2 separate regions of the Macaca mulatta genome follow, and region 2 is linked to region 1. A link is a contact called in public Hi-C data. All regions are on one chromosome and are shown on one strand. The core of a region is the stretch at or near the end of the contact, and the rest is flanking DNA. Distances in the headings are between cores, read along the strand shown.

Region 1 (7,069 bases), core at 1,674-4,173:
GTGCCTGTAATCCCAGCTACTTGGGAGGCTGAGACAGGAGAATTGCTTGAGCCTGGGAGGTGGAGGTTGCAGTAAGCCCAGTTTGTGCCACTGCACTCCCGCCTGGACAACAGTGCAAGACTCTATCTCAAAAAAAAAAAAAAAAATGCACCTTGAACCTGACCTCTTCTCACCATCTCCATCACTACCACCCTGATCCAAGATACCCTCATCTCTCATCTGGATTATTGACTGCAATGGCTGCCTAACTGCTTTCCTGATTCCACCCTTTCCCTCTGTGGACTGTTTTCCACACAGCAGCCAGACAAATCCTGTTAAAGTGTAAGTCACATCTGCTCAGAGCCCTCCAATGAGTCTCCCTAGAGCCTTAACATGCTCTGCGTGCCCTACGCCCCGCCCCACCTCTGAAGTCATCTGTTCCTGCTTTCCTGCAGGCTTGCCCCACTCCTGGCACACACTGCATAGGCTGCCCTGCCCCCGGGAAGCCACTTCCCCAGGGGCCCCAGGTTCTCTCCTTTACCTCCTTTGGGACCCAGCTCAAACAGCCCCTTCTCATCAAGACCTTCCCCAACTACCCTATTTAAAACTGCAGCTCATAAGCCCATTCCACCTCTGTGGTCCACAGCACTTGGGATCCCCTTACCCTGCTCTTTTTTTTTCCTCCTCAATTTCACCTTCAAAATTACTACTTTTTTTTTTTTTTTTTTTTTGAGATGGAGTCTCACTCTGTCGCCCAGGCTGGAGTGCAGTGGCGCCATCTTGGCTCACTGCAACCTCCGCCTCCCGGGTTCAAGCGATTCTCCTGCCTCAGCCTCCCAAGTAGCTGGGATGACAGGCACGTGCCACACACCTGGCTAATGTTTGTATTTTTAGTAGAGACGGGGTTTCACCATGTTGGCCAGGCTGGTCTCAAACTCCTGACCTCAGATGATCTACCCGCCTCAGCCTCCCAAAGTGCTGGGATTACAGGCATGAGCCACCGCGCCCAGGCTACGTATTTTTTATTTTTTATTTATTTTTTATTTATTTATTTATTTTTTTTGAGACGGAGTCTTGCTCTGTCGCCCAAGCTGGAGTGCAGTGGCGCGATCCTGGCTCACTGCAAGCTCCGCCTCCTGGGTTCAGGCCATTCTCCTGCCCCAGCCTCCCGAGTAGCTGGGACTACAGGCGCCCGCCACCTCGCCCGGCTCATTTTTTGTATTTTTAGTAGAGACAGGGTTTCACCGTGGTCTCGATCTCCTGACCTTGTGATTCGCCCGCCTCGGCCTCCCAAAGTGCTGGGATTACAGGTGTGAGCCACCGCGCCCGGCCGTATTTTTTAAAAATGTATTTTATCTATTGTCTTTCCTCCTATGCAAAAACATAAGCTCCACCAGGATAGGGACTTCTTGTCTGTTTTGCTCATGGATTTATACCAAGCACCTAGATTGCCTGTCACGTGGCCGGTGTTCAAGAAATATTTGTTGAACGACAGAATGAATTCTACAATGGCAAGATTATGTCTTAGAGATGAGCCTTGTTCTAGGTGGAGCAAGTATTCAGGAGAGACTCAGATAAACCTGCACAGGGCCCACTAGGACCTTGTTTCTCTGGAGTGGGTGACAGGAGGAGTGGTGTGGTGGCTTGGGACCAGATTATACAAGGTTTTTTTCTCCTCCAGGACTTCTGCTTAATTTTTTTTCCTAAGTCCTTTTCTTCTTCTTTTTTTTTTTTTTTTTTGAGACAGAGTCTCGTTCCATCGCCTGGGCTGGAGTGCAGTAGAGCGATCTCGGCTCACTTCAACCTCTGCCTCCCAGGCTCAAGCAATTCTTGTGCCTCAGCCTCCTGAGTAGCTGGGACTACAGGCATGCACTGCCACACCCGGCTAATATTTTGTAGAGACGGGGCTTCACAATGTTGGCCAAGCTGGTCTCGAACTCCTGATCTCAAGTGATCTGCCCACCGCGGCCTCCCGAAGTGCTGGGATTACAGGTGTGAGCCACCGCACCTGGCCAGCTTTTTTCCCCAAGTTCTAAGGAGGTTTACTCTTTCCTGGGGATCTTTTGGGATCAAATAGAACCCTAGTTATTTTGGCTACTTTAGGGCTGGGCCTGTGTAGCAGCAGCAGAATGGCTGGGATGACCTTCTAGCATCAAAGACTTTTGAGTGAGGATACTGAGCGAGGGAGAGAAGAAAGGAGAAGCGTGGGGACCTAACTCATTTGCAAGCAGAAGGGGCTGTCTGGGGTGGAGTGGAGCGTCCTCCCCTCCCCCTCCACCTCTCCAGCTGTTACACTCAGCCAGTAGCTCCTGTCTCTGTGCCAGGAGCAGAGCTGCAAGGGCCGCAGCTGGGAGAAGAGAGAAGAGCCAGGCCGCGGGGTCATTTATGTTTGCTGGCAGGGGCCCAGCCAGCCTCCCTCACATCCTCTTACAAAGGGAGCAGCTTGTCCCCATTCCCGAAAGGTTGTAGCTTCTCTTCTGGGGTCCCTGGCTGGTCAGGACAGTGGGGAAGTGGGGGCTCTGCATGCCTTTGGGGTCCTGGTTCTCTGAGGTGGGTAGGCTGGTGCTGGGGGCTTTGGATAGATCTGAGGTACAGTGACGTGTTAGGGCTTACAGTCTGGATCTAGGATCTGGAGGTTTGGGGTCAAAGAGAATGTTTGGGTTTGCCTCCAAAACCAATGCCTGGTGCTTCCTCAGGCAGGAAATGCTCTGGCATCAGATTAGGCCCGGAAGCTGCAAGAACTACACTCCCAGCATGCAGTGCAGCCAGCCACAGGGAGAGTGGGGAGGCCTGGGGTCCACCTCTGGGAAGCCCTTTTGTCCATCTGCAGCTGCAGCAGCTGTGCCTCGTGTCAGACCATCAGGCAGAGCCTCAGCAAGCTGGGGGAGAACCGAATCCTCCCAGAGGCACGGATGCAGCTGCCTTCTCAGACCTCCCAACACACTGCCATTCGCCGGCTCAGAGAATGGCACGTTGCCACGGCACAGCCACAGGCTCCCATGTGCACACTCAGCATGCAGACGGAGCCTGCTCACACTGGTTCACATTTACACGCCCAGAGACACATGTCCATACCATGGCTGGACAAGCACACTTGCAGGCTCATACCTGCCTCCCTTCCAGGACACTGGCCTTCAAGGCCCACAACTCTGGGTCTGAAGAACTCCAGGCCTGACGGGCAGACTGTGATCCTCACCCGCAAGGGCTGAGCCCGGGGTTTCAGTGGAAATGTGAGTTGGGACAGACGCCCCGCACCCCGGGATGGGAGTAGGGACGGACATCCTACACCCTGGCAGCCTCCCTGCCCTGCTCTTGGGAGTGGCAAGAGGCTGGGTCCCAGCTGGAGAGGCCTGGCCCGTCTCCTCCTGACACACACAGGGATAGAGCCTGCCTCATTTGCTTTTTTCAGTCTGGTCGAGGCTGCACCCTGGGCCTCTCCCCATCTTGTCATTACCCCAGAGGGAGAAGGAAGGGAGCTTCATTTTGTCACCACTGGGCCCACCCTATGAAACTGCTCCTCTGTGTAAGAGCCGCTAAAAGGGGCTTCTCTGGGGCCTGAGCCCACAGAAGCACACACAGATTCTGTTGGGTCCATCTCCTCAGTGCCCCCATCACCACAGCCACAGCCTGGGCCTGTTGTTTCCCACTAGGGACTCACTCATGGTGGCAGCTCCTAACGGGTGTCCTGGTGCCATCCACGCAACCCCCTGAATGCTCAGTCTAACCCACACACCTCACCATGGTGCTTCCTGGCTGAGAGCCCTTCAGACTCCCTGTGGCCAACAGAGAGAAGGCCTTGCTTCTTCCTCCCTGCCCACTCTGCTCCAGCCATTTTCCTTCCCATGCTTCCCTGGCCTGGGCGCCCCGCCCTCCAGCCCAGCCTACTCACTCATCTCCCAGCAACCACTCAGTGCTCCCTCCGTGGGGGCCCAGGGCCCCAAGAAGCTGTGCCAAAGCGAGTCTGCGCAGGTGTGCAGTGGCCCAGCACACACGTGTTCTGCACACGCATGACCCTTCAGCACACCCCCTGCTGCCCACCTTCTGCCCTGCCCCAGTCACTCCTCATTTCCCTTTCCAGATGCGCCCAGGGCAAAGTTATTACCCGAACGAATGGCCAGAATGAAAAATTAAATTTCCACTTATCCGTCTCGCTCATGCATCCCCTCTGGACCAGTGGGGCTTAGAGCAAGGGCATGGCTGTGCCCTGCAGGGTGGGCTCCCCAGAGAATGTGGCAGGCACTGGCCGACGTGGGATGGAGGGTGGTGAGGTCAGCTGCTGCTTGGAAATTGCCTGAGAGCACAAGAACACACAGCCCTGAGAAGGCTCAGGCCACCTCCCTGAGTCCTCCGGAGGGGGCTGAGAGTCCCGTCCGAGGGAGGCCAGCCGCTCAGCTCCTGGGCCTATCAATGATTCAGTGAGTGCCATGCGTTCCTTGCTCCTGCCTAAAGGGGCTGTCAGCAAGAGCCATGTTGTGTCCCTCTTCCAGCTGGGACCCTAGGTGGCCCGGCCCCCCTGCCCCCAGCCCACACCCCTCACGTGTTGATAGCCCACCATCAGGGGAAGGTATCGCCGCGCAGTGAGTACTGCGTGATCGTAAGAGGCCTGAGACAAGTGTGAGTATCTCCGCATTAGAGGTTAGGAAGCCGAGGCTCAGAGAGGTGAAGAACTTGCTCAAGGCCACACAGCTAGGAAGAGCCAGTGTGTGAACACTCAGGCGAGGTCTGTGCTGTCCCCCGTGTGACAGTGCCTCCCTGAGGGGTGGTCATGTTCTCTATGGCCACTCCACATGGAACACAGGCCCTGCCCTTCCCACCTCCCCCTTGACTCCCCCAGTATTTCAGGGCTGGAGCTTGGGTAACCCTGAGGCTCCTCTACTCAGACTTTCCCCGCTGGGGAGAAGTGTGTGACACCAGCCCCTTCTGCCTGCCAACCCATGGGAACCCCCCAGCTTTCCCCAGGCTCCAACCCTGATGCTCCTCCTCATATGACCAGTCTCAGGGCCGAGGCCAGGGATTGCAGACAACAGCAAGTGGCTCCACATTGCCGCCCCTGGGTGAGAGGTGACAGAACAGCACTGAGGACAGGTAGGCGCAGACCCTGGACAACTTCACATGGCTCTTTCTGCAACTGTGCCCTAAATGTACCCACAAATGAGGTCTCCCACTCCAGAGACACTGGCTCAGAGCTCACGAATTGTCATGGCTTGCCCAAGCTTTGTGGCTGGAGCCCAGGAACTGCCGACCAGTCTTCTGTGTCCCTGAGCACGTTACTTCCTATATCTCAGTCACAGTGGGACACCACTTACTCTTTTAGACCCTCTGTCCCTTTGTCACCCTGCAGCTAGCTCAGGTCCACTGTAAAAGACACTCCCCATGTGAAGTTGTGCTGGCAGTTTACCCCTGTGTGGACCTGTTTTGATGCTTCCATTAATAATAATGCTAATGATGGAGGTCAGGGTAATAATCATGGAGCATTGGCCATTTATTGACAGACTGATCTGTGCTAGGTACTTGACCTACATCACGTAGAATTCTGACAACAGCCCTTCGAGGCACATCATACTGTCCCCGTTTTACAGATGAGGGTCTGTCCAGGGTCACAGCTGTCTGACATCAAGCCCAAGCTCCTTTCATGTCCCAGGTGAAGTCTCTCCTCAGAACATCCTAGCCCTTGTCCTCCCTTTGCCCGGATGGGTAAGTTGACAGAAAGCTGCAGGGAGAGCTCAGTTGCAGGGCACACAAAGCACTATGGCTTTGGGCTACATCTTCGCTTTCTCTCCAGTCTCCCTGCTTGAGGTAAGCCTCACTTTCTGGCTCACGAAGAGGTCCTCGACCACAGGTGCAGACCTTGGAGGAGATGAGCTCCACCTGCAAACCTATCCCCACCACGCCAGCATCCCACCGTGTGTGGTGCTGGCAGATCCACGGGCAGGCTCTGCTGGCCCCCAAAACAGCATTGCTGTAAACAGCGCTTCCTTCTTCCCTCCCGGAGCCTTCCTCCTGCCCCTCTCTGATTGGCGGTCACCGTGACTGTCTCATTTACGCCCTTAAATGAAAGAAAGAGAAAAGCAAAGCAAAACCAATGGCCAGAGCTCAAGGGAGAACTAGAGAAGCCGGAAAAGGAGATAATCTTCCTACAGTGGCACTGCCCAAAGTTGAGGGATGCAGGTGGCGAAGGAACCGTGGGTGCGGAGAGGCTGGGGAGGATGCAGCTTCCTACCTGTGATATTGACCTCCACCTGGCCTGAGCGTGTGCCGATGGGGTTGGTGGCCTCACAGATGTAGGTCCCTGCCAGGCTATAGCTGATGGGTCCCTTGAAGAAGAGGGTTCTGTTCTGGGCCTCCACACCCTTGGGGAGGGAGCCATTCAGCCTGTGGGAATTGGGAGACACGCGTAGGGTTATGACTCTCCAGCCTCAAGAAGAAGCTGTTCCTGGGTCACCCACTTAGCTCCAGGCCCTCTAGACCTTTTGCTGAGCTTGTGTGGTAGGATCTGTCTTGGAAGGAAGAAAAATAATACTAATAATCTCTTTCACTTAGTAGTTTTATATTATTCAGCTTTTCATATTTGATCATAATATGGGAATAGAGGCAGGCTAGGTAGGTGCTGGTCCCACTTAACAGATGAAACCTGAGGTTCAAGGCCAGGCAACCACAGCTGGCAGGCAGCAGCATGGGAGCTGCAGGCAGCAGCATGGGAGCTCCAGCCAAATCTCGGGACTCCTGGTAAAGTGCTCTTTCTAGCTTCCTATTCACGTCTCATGGTTGTTGGTCCTTGGTTTCCTGGGCAGCTGGTTAATAATACAGATGCCAGCCCGGCGTGGTGGTTCACGTCTGTAATCCCAGCACTTTGGAAGGCCGAGATGGTGGGTGGATCATGCGGTCAGGAGTTCGAGACCAGCCTGGCCAATATGGTGAAACCCCGTCTCTACTAAAAGTACAAAAATTAGCTGGGCGTGGTGGTGCACACCTGTAGTCCCAGCTACTTGGGAGGGTGAGGCAGAAGAATTGCTTGAACCTGGGAGGTGGAGGTTGCAGTGAGCCAAGATTGTGCCACCATATTCCAGCCTGGGTGACAGAGTGAAACTCC
Region 2 (7,054 bases), core at 2,449-4,948, 57 kb after region 1:
ACAGTGCTGCCTTATAAATGGGTAAGGAGATTCCCACTTATACATGCTGCAAACCCCAGGCCAGCAGAACTGGTCTTGCCATAATGCCTTGCCCAGCAAGCTGAAGCACACCACTGTATGTGAGAAATAGAGAGAGAGGAAGGAAAATAACCCAATAGCCCCGACACTTGGAATTTCAAAGACCACATGGCAGCAAGCTCTGCACAAGCTGCAGAGAGGCTGCAGAGAGGGGTGTGCTGTGACCCGACAGGTCTTCCGAGGGTGTGCATGACACCTGGGGTGTGTGTTCTCTTTCCAGACAAAAGGTGTAGGGAAGCCAATTAGGGAGGGTGTGGTGTAGGTGGGACACCAGCTCAACGCACCTGCTTCTCAGGCAGGTTCTCTGCCTCCTCCTCGGGCTCCCCCATCTCTTTTTGGGATGTAACCCACCTGCCCCACTGACCCTCTCCTCTAAGTTAACAGGAAGAAACCGTGGATTGTCATCTCAGGAAACAGAGGCCTGTGGGGCTTTACCACACTGCTCAGTGAAGTCTGTGTTGTTGAAAACATACTTCTGTGTTTACACTTCAGTAGCCAAATTGGGAGTGTTTTGAAGTTGGGGGCAATCGCATACACTCCAGGCCCCTCCCTCTTCCTCTCCTCAAACCCCTAGACCCAGGTTCCCTGTCACAGCCCAGGAAAACCCTGAAAAGAGCACCAGACTGGCAAGTCCCTAGAGAGATGCTATAGCGGGCAATGGGGAGGAAGCTGGCAGGTGATGCAAAGTAGGATGTGGACTTGCAACTTCTGGGCCAACCAGCCTCCATCCAAGTGTCAGACTGGGCACAACCGTATCCACCTGCCTCTCTGCACTCATGGACCCTAGAGCAAGCAAGCAGAGAAGGCCCCAGGAGCCCAGGCACTGGGCAGAGGAGCTGGGCGGTTTGGGAACTTGGGTGCATGGATGCTATCCATCAGTCAATTATAGTCGATGGAAGAGCATTTATTAAGTACCTCTCTCAACCCTGGTTCCTTTCTCTGCATCCCACCCTTTCATGTGGATTTTTGGCAGGGGTTGTATCCACCTTGAGCCAGGTGAGTTCACCTCCCTGCTCCCACTTCCTGAGTGGGTGGAGCACAGCAGGCCTCTAGTCCCCAATGAAGGAATTAACCATGAAGGGATCACAAAGCTGGGGAAAGAGAATAACAAAAGGAGGGGAGAATGGGGTGGGTTCCTTCCCCTTCTCCCAACCCTTCCCACCACCCTTTGTCCATCCCAGGATTACATTAACCCCTAGTGTGCTGGACCAACCAGAGCTCTGGGAAGCTCTCCTTTCTCTGGGTTCTGGATAAGGACATATGTAATTGAAGGGTTCCTGGAAGCTCAAATCCCAGTGGCCAGGCAAGTCCTAGAGCCGGAACTTCTGTATCTCAGGCTGGCTTCCTAGGCCATCCAGTGTGAGAAGACCTCTGGCTCTCACCAAGACCACCCTCTGGGGGGAGGGTGAGCAGTGACACCTGTGAGCACTGGATTTTCCCTACCCCCCCAAAATCCAGCAGGGCAGCACCCCAGGCTTCAGGGGTGGAGGCACCCCAGTACCCGCTTTCACAAACTGCTTCCCAGACATCCACCACTCAGGGAGATTGGTGGGGGCCTCCTAGTGAGCTGGCTGGCAGCAGAAGAGGCATAGAAGGGAATGAGGCCAGGCTTCTGCCTTCCAGGAGGGCACCCTAGCCCCGGAACTAGGCAGCCAGACTGGTCTCTCGATAACAAACTGCCTGGCCATTCTGCGGCATCGCACATTGTAGGAACTCGGGATCTAATATTCCTGCCCCACGAGGAGAGAGTCTCTGTACACTGACCCCCTAATCTGCCACCCCAAGGCGGGGACCATGTGCTCCAGTCAAGATCCTCCCCGCTCCTCAAAATCCCATCTTGCTAGAGCTGCAGGTCATCTCTGGTTTCTACCCAGGGAGCTGGAGGAACTCCCCACACCCCTTGACCCGCGCTTGGTGTCCAGCCAGCCGGCGAGCTCGGCAGCTTCTCCAGGGACACAAAGGGTTAAATCCAGGCGAGGGGACTCGGTCGGATTTGCCTCCTAAACGCATTTTCCAGTTCATTCCCCAGCACAATATGCCTGGGCCGGTCCCAGCCTCCGAGCCCACCCCACCCGTCAGAATGGGCCACCAGGGCCACCCCGGGGTCGGGCACGAGGTTAACCCCTCGGCTGCCGGCAGCCCGCACCTCGAGGAAGGACACGCGGGGCACCCTCGGGAAAGTGGGTCATGCAGCTACCTGGTTGGCACGAAGCCCGCGGCGTCTCCTCCAGGGAGAGCCCCCAGAGCTGGGAGCAGAGTTCCAAGGGGGAGCCCGGTCCCGCGCCAGGCCCGGAGGTTGCAATCCCAGGCTGCCCCGGCCTCACCCTCCAGGAAAGGAACCGCAGGTGAGCGAGGAGCTGCCTCTGCTGCAGCAGCCGGCTCTCCGCGCCCGCTGTGGGGCGGTGTGGGGCGGGAGGGGGCCCGAGCGTCCTGAGCCGTCTGGCAAAGGGGCCGCCGAAAGAAACGAAGCCCCCCCGCCCCCGCCATACTCCAAACCCGCAACCCCTCAGCTCCGAGACTGACGCCCTCTCCCTGGGGCTGTTGTCTCCCACCCCGAGACGGTGATTACGGTGATTATTTTGCATTTATGTAACACGCAGTGTTTCCAAACTGCTTTCCGAGCAGAGAGCTGGTTATTAAATAAATAGAACGCTATTACATATTATTATTTTTGTGAAGAACTGAGCGGAGAAAGTGCTTTCATGCTACATAGAGACGTGCATCCGACTGCTTCCCTGCAGGGCAGGCTATTCGGCTTCTTAACCTCTTTCTCCGCCGTGCCACCTCCCACCCCCTTTACCCAAGCCGTGACCCAACTTTTTTGGCTCCTTTCACTCCCCACAATCCAGTCGTGCCCGCCATCCGGCTCCCAGCCCCGGGGAGGCACTGGATGGGGGTGGGGACAGCAGAGGTGAGCGCGCTTACCTGGGAGGAAGAATGCGGTCAAGCCGAGAGCGAGTCCCCACCAGCGTCCAGCGGCGCCCGCAAGCCCCATCCGAGCCATCGGGGGCCGGGGGTCCGGCGAGAGGGACGGCGAGGGCAGCGCTCCTCGCGCTGCAGAAACCAGCCCGGAAGACGAAGGAAGATCGCTGGCGGCCGGCGGGCGCTCGGAGGATCCAGGTCAGCCGCAGCCGTCGGCCGGGGCGGGGTGGGCTGGGTGGGATCCGCGCGGCCGCAGTCCGGGCCCCGGGCCGTCGCCGGCTCAGAGGCTCGGCAGATACCCGCCGCAAGTTGCACGAGTCATGCCCCTTCTCCTCCTCCGTTCTCCTCCCGGCGCCGGTCCCCGCCCTCTTCTTCCACGCAGAGCGGGGCTGGGGAGAGGGACCCACCCCCGGCGCGCCCGGCTGCCCGGCTGCGCGGCGCGGGCTCCTGGCCCCGGCGCGCTCACACCCTCCCGCTCGGCTCCAACTTGCAAGCGTCCATGGCCGTCCGTCCTACGAGGGTGGCTGGACGCGCCCGGGCGGCGTGGAAGGCTCGGGGCCCAGGCGGCGGGCGCTGGGTTCGGCGGCCGGCGGCCCGGGTGGCTCTGGCTGCGCGGTTGGGCGCGAGGAGAACGGGTTCGAGGCGCCGTGCGTCCCAGCCGCCGCCGCTCTGCCGGGTGCCGGCGATCCGCAACAATGTGGAGCCGCGCTCGCTGCTCTCGCTCTCTTTCTCTCACTCGTCGAGCTCCAGCCTCTCACCCGCTCGCCCGTGATGTCAGCCAGAGGGGAGGGGTTAGCGTTAACCCCCTCCTGGCCTCGATGCGCGCCCACCAGGGCCCGGTCGGAGCCCGAGCGCACGCGCCTTCCCGACCGAAGCAGAGGCGGATCGCGAGCGCGGGCCGCGGGGTCCGGTTCAGGACCCTCGCTCGGGAGCTGCCCCTCGGCCGCCTTCCAGCTGGGGAGCCGGCTGGAGCGCGGGCTGCCCTCCTCCTCCGCTGACAAAGGCAGGCAGTGACCCCTAGCGGCCGGCGAAGCCGAGGCGCGGGGGGTGGGGGTGGGGGTGGAGTTAGGACCGGTCTGGGGACGGCTGTGGAGGAGAGGGCGGGATGGAGAATCTCCGCTAGCAGCGTCGGAGCTGGCAGGGCTTCTGTAAGTCCTCTGCTCCCACCCTGCTCCCATTTCACAGGAGAGGAAACAAAGGCCCAAAGAAGAGTTCCGCCCGGGGCGGAACGTGGCAGGGCTCGCAACAGAACCGTCTCCGGAGATCCCTCTCCTCTGCACCACTTGGAGGCTCCACGGAGAGGCAGCGGTGCGCGGGGCGACGGGGAGCTGCCAGAGAAGTCGGTGGTGGGCATGAGTGGGTGAGACGGGCCCACTGAGGTTTCTGGTAGAGTTTCTTTTCTAATCCCTGCTCCCTTCGGGGGTTCCTTTCCCAAAAATTGAAGCACCCCGCGCCCCGCACTTGCCCAAACAGAGCCTGAAACCGAGCTCTCCTCCAGTTTCCAGGACCTTAGTTTTGAGAGATTTGTGGGGTTCCCGCTAAAGTGGATCGTCCAGTCAGTGTCCCTGGCAGGGCAGGGACTCTCCGCCCCATCCCGTTCACCACCCACCACATCCGGGTGTGGTAGGATTTCTGCCAAGGCGACTGCGCCCTCCAGGCCTGCCCTGTTCCCCTTGCTCTGGTCCTTCTATCCCCATCCCCTCCCCCTGGGGGAGGAAGACAGACAGAGTTTGCCACTAAGGAGAGCTGAATTCTCCCCAGACCCTGGCGGGACCCTGCTCCCTCTACCCTTTGCCCAGCCCTCTAGGCGGGCAGGAGCAGAGGGGAAGTGGCTGTTTCTGATAACATGTAAATTCTGGTTCTTCACTGTAGAAGGGGCAAAGACAGCACCATATTCCCACTGTCTGGGTTCCAGCCCTGGAGTGTCTCGGTTTCTCGCTGAAGTAGTCAGATCTGGCATTCTCATGAACACTCACCCACTCACTGTATGGTCTTTTACATTTAACAAATGTAACCTGGGCTTTCTTTGTATCAAAACACAGTGCCTGGCTTGGGGATACAGAGACATTATCATTGCCCTAAAGAAACTCAATCTAGTTGAGGGGGAGGGGGAAGACAGACATAGAAACGGATGTTGTAAACAAATATTTGATATGGGATTGTGTGGGTTTGGTGGGTCACAGCGAAAGTACCCAGTTTAGCCCGGGGTGCGGTTGGTGTAAAGGCTTCAGGGAAGGGAACACAGGGTCTCTGTGAGTCATCTATCAGACCAAGGTAAGTGCTGGAGGGCAGAGACATAAAAGACACTGGATTTAAGGTAGAGGGTCAGCATGAGGAAAGGAATGAAGGTAAGCAATAGTCAGGGGAGTAGGGGGCCCACAACGGGGGCCCACAAAGGGTTGACTGGTGGTAGGCTGAGCCTAAGACTTGAGGAAAGGAGAGGCCTGCAGATTGGTGAATCATGCCCGGAGGGTTTTAAACTGGGGAACACGCTATGAAATTTAGTTTGTGGCAGCCAGGAATCTCCCATCTGGCTGCTGAGTGCTTTAAGGGCCAGGGTTGAATTGAATTCACTGTGGTGGCCTTCAGCTCTGTGCCAGGCACATTGAGGAGCTGAAGGCATGGGTTTGAAGGGGCAATCCCAGATGTACCAATGTCTTCTTGTTCCCTGCTCTTACCCTCCCATCCTCTCCATCTTTATTTTATTTTATTTTATTTGAGACAGTCTTGCTCTGTTGCCCAGGCTGAAGTGTAGTGGCATGATCTCAGCTCACTGCAACCTCTGTCTCCCAGGTTCAAGCGTTTCTCCTGTCTTAGCCTCCCGAGTAGCTGGAATTACAGGTGTGTACCACCATGCCCGGCTAATTTTTGTATTTTTAGTAGAGACAAGGTTTCGCCATGTTGGCCAGGCTGGTCTTGAACTCCTGACCTCAGGTGATCTGCCCTCCTTGGCCTCCCAAAGTGCTGGGATTATAGGCGTGAGCCACTGTGCCCGGCTGCACCCTCTCCATCTTTAGGTCAGGCTTCTTTGATCCTCTGATCTTAAATGAGCTTCCAAAGAGGGTGCGGCCAGCGGGGAAGATGTGGCTGCCCGGGGATTGGTTGGGTGGAGAAGATGGAAGCAAGTAAGTGATATAGTATAGTTGTTCACTCATCATCTTTAAACAAGCAGGGAATGTTGCTGGGGGAGGGGACATTTAACTGAGACCCTGAAAGGCAGATCAGATTTGGACCAAAGGAGGCAGGAGAGAGAATCTTAGGTGGAAGGAACAGCTTGTACAAAAACGTGGAGGTACGCGGAGGTGGAAGAGGTGTCACCTGTGTTAGGACAGCAGGCAGTCCAGTTTGTTTTGTGTTTTAGGGATGTCTAAGAGAAAGGGACAGGTAGGCACAAACAGAATGCAAAAGGACCAGAAGGTTTCCTTTAGTGACAAGAAGAAGCACAGGACCAAGCAGCAGGAAAGCAGGCTTTGGTTCCTGCTCTTAAGCTATAAGCCCAGGAGTCACTCTTGCTTCTTACCTCTTCCTAAACCACCATATTCCAATTCTGTTGATTCTTCCTCTTCTGCACTCATGGTCTTTACAATACTGACAGTATAGCCAGTCTGCACTGAGGTGGGGAGTAAAATGTAATGGTCCAGCACATGGAACTCTGGAGAGCTAATCTGCCTGGAATTCTTAAACTTCAGCTCTGACACCCAATAGCTGTGTGTCCTTGGGCAAGTGACTTAACTTCTCTGTGCTCAGGTTCTTTCTCTGTAAAACAGGGAGAAATAACAGCACCTACCTCTTGAAGTTGTGAGGATTAAATGAGCCAAACATGTGAAGTGCATGGAACACTGCCTGGTGTACAGGAAAAACTGTTTAAGTGTTAGTCATCATTATGATTGTCATCTGTCTCCCCACATCCAGTTTTCCCCTTTCTGAAAATGGTTTACATATATTTTACAAGCTTTGTTTTGAAATAATTTTGGATTTGCAATAGAGTTGCAAAAATGGTACAGAGTTCCATATGCCCGTCAATCATCTTCCCTGAATGTTAACATCTTATAGA

Evidence for each region. Hi-C and Micro-C count contacts between places; a contact is called where the count stands out from the background.
Region 2: a contact with region 1 is called in a Hi-C map of fetal cortex germinal zone, with 1.9 times the contacts expected there. The contact joins the promoter of NECTIN1 here to the enhancer-like site in region 1. A contact is called at or near these places in 3 of 14 Hi-C or Micro-C datasets (cortical neurons, fetal cortex germinal zone and liver).

Annotation. Positions count from the first base shown.
Region 1 is chr14:120,354,193-120,361,261 of T2T-MMU8v2.0, forward strand. It overlaps NECTIN1 (nectin cell adhesion molecule 1), which reads right to left. Exons shown (of 6, transcript XM_015115962.3): 5 at 6,200-6,351. Among named protein-coding and RNA genes, the nearest start is that of NECTIN1, 57 kb to the right of the region's middle. Within about 2 kb of position 2,924, at least 9 of the 40 cell types and tissues checked have an H3K27ac peak or open chromatin away from gene starts, as enhancers often do. A contact at or near this core is called in fetal cortex germinal zone, where this site is marked.
Region 2 is chr14:120,410,737-120,417,790 of T2T-MMU8v2.0, forward strand. NECTIN1 (nectin cell adhesion molecule 1) reads right to left here and starts at 3,699. Exons shown (of 6, transcript XM_015115962.3): 1 at 3,004-3,699. The coding sequence starts at 3,082.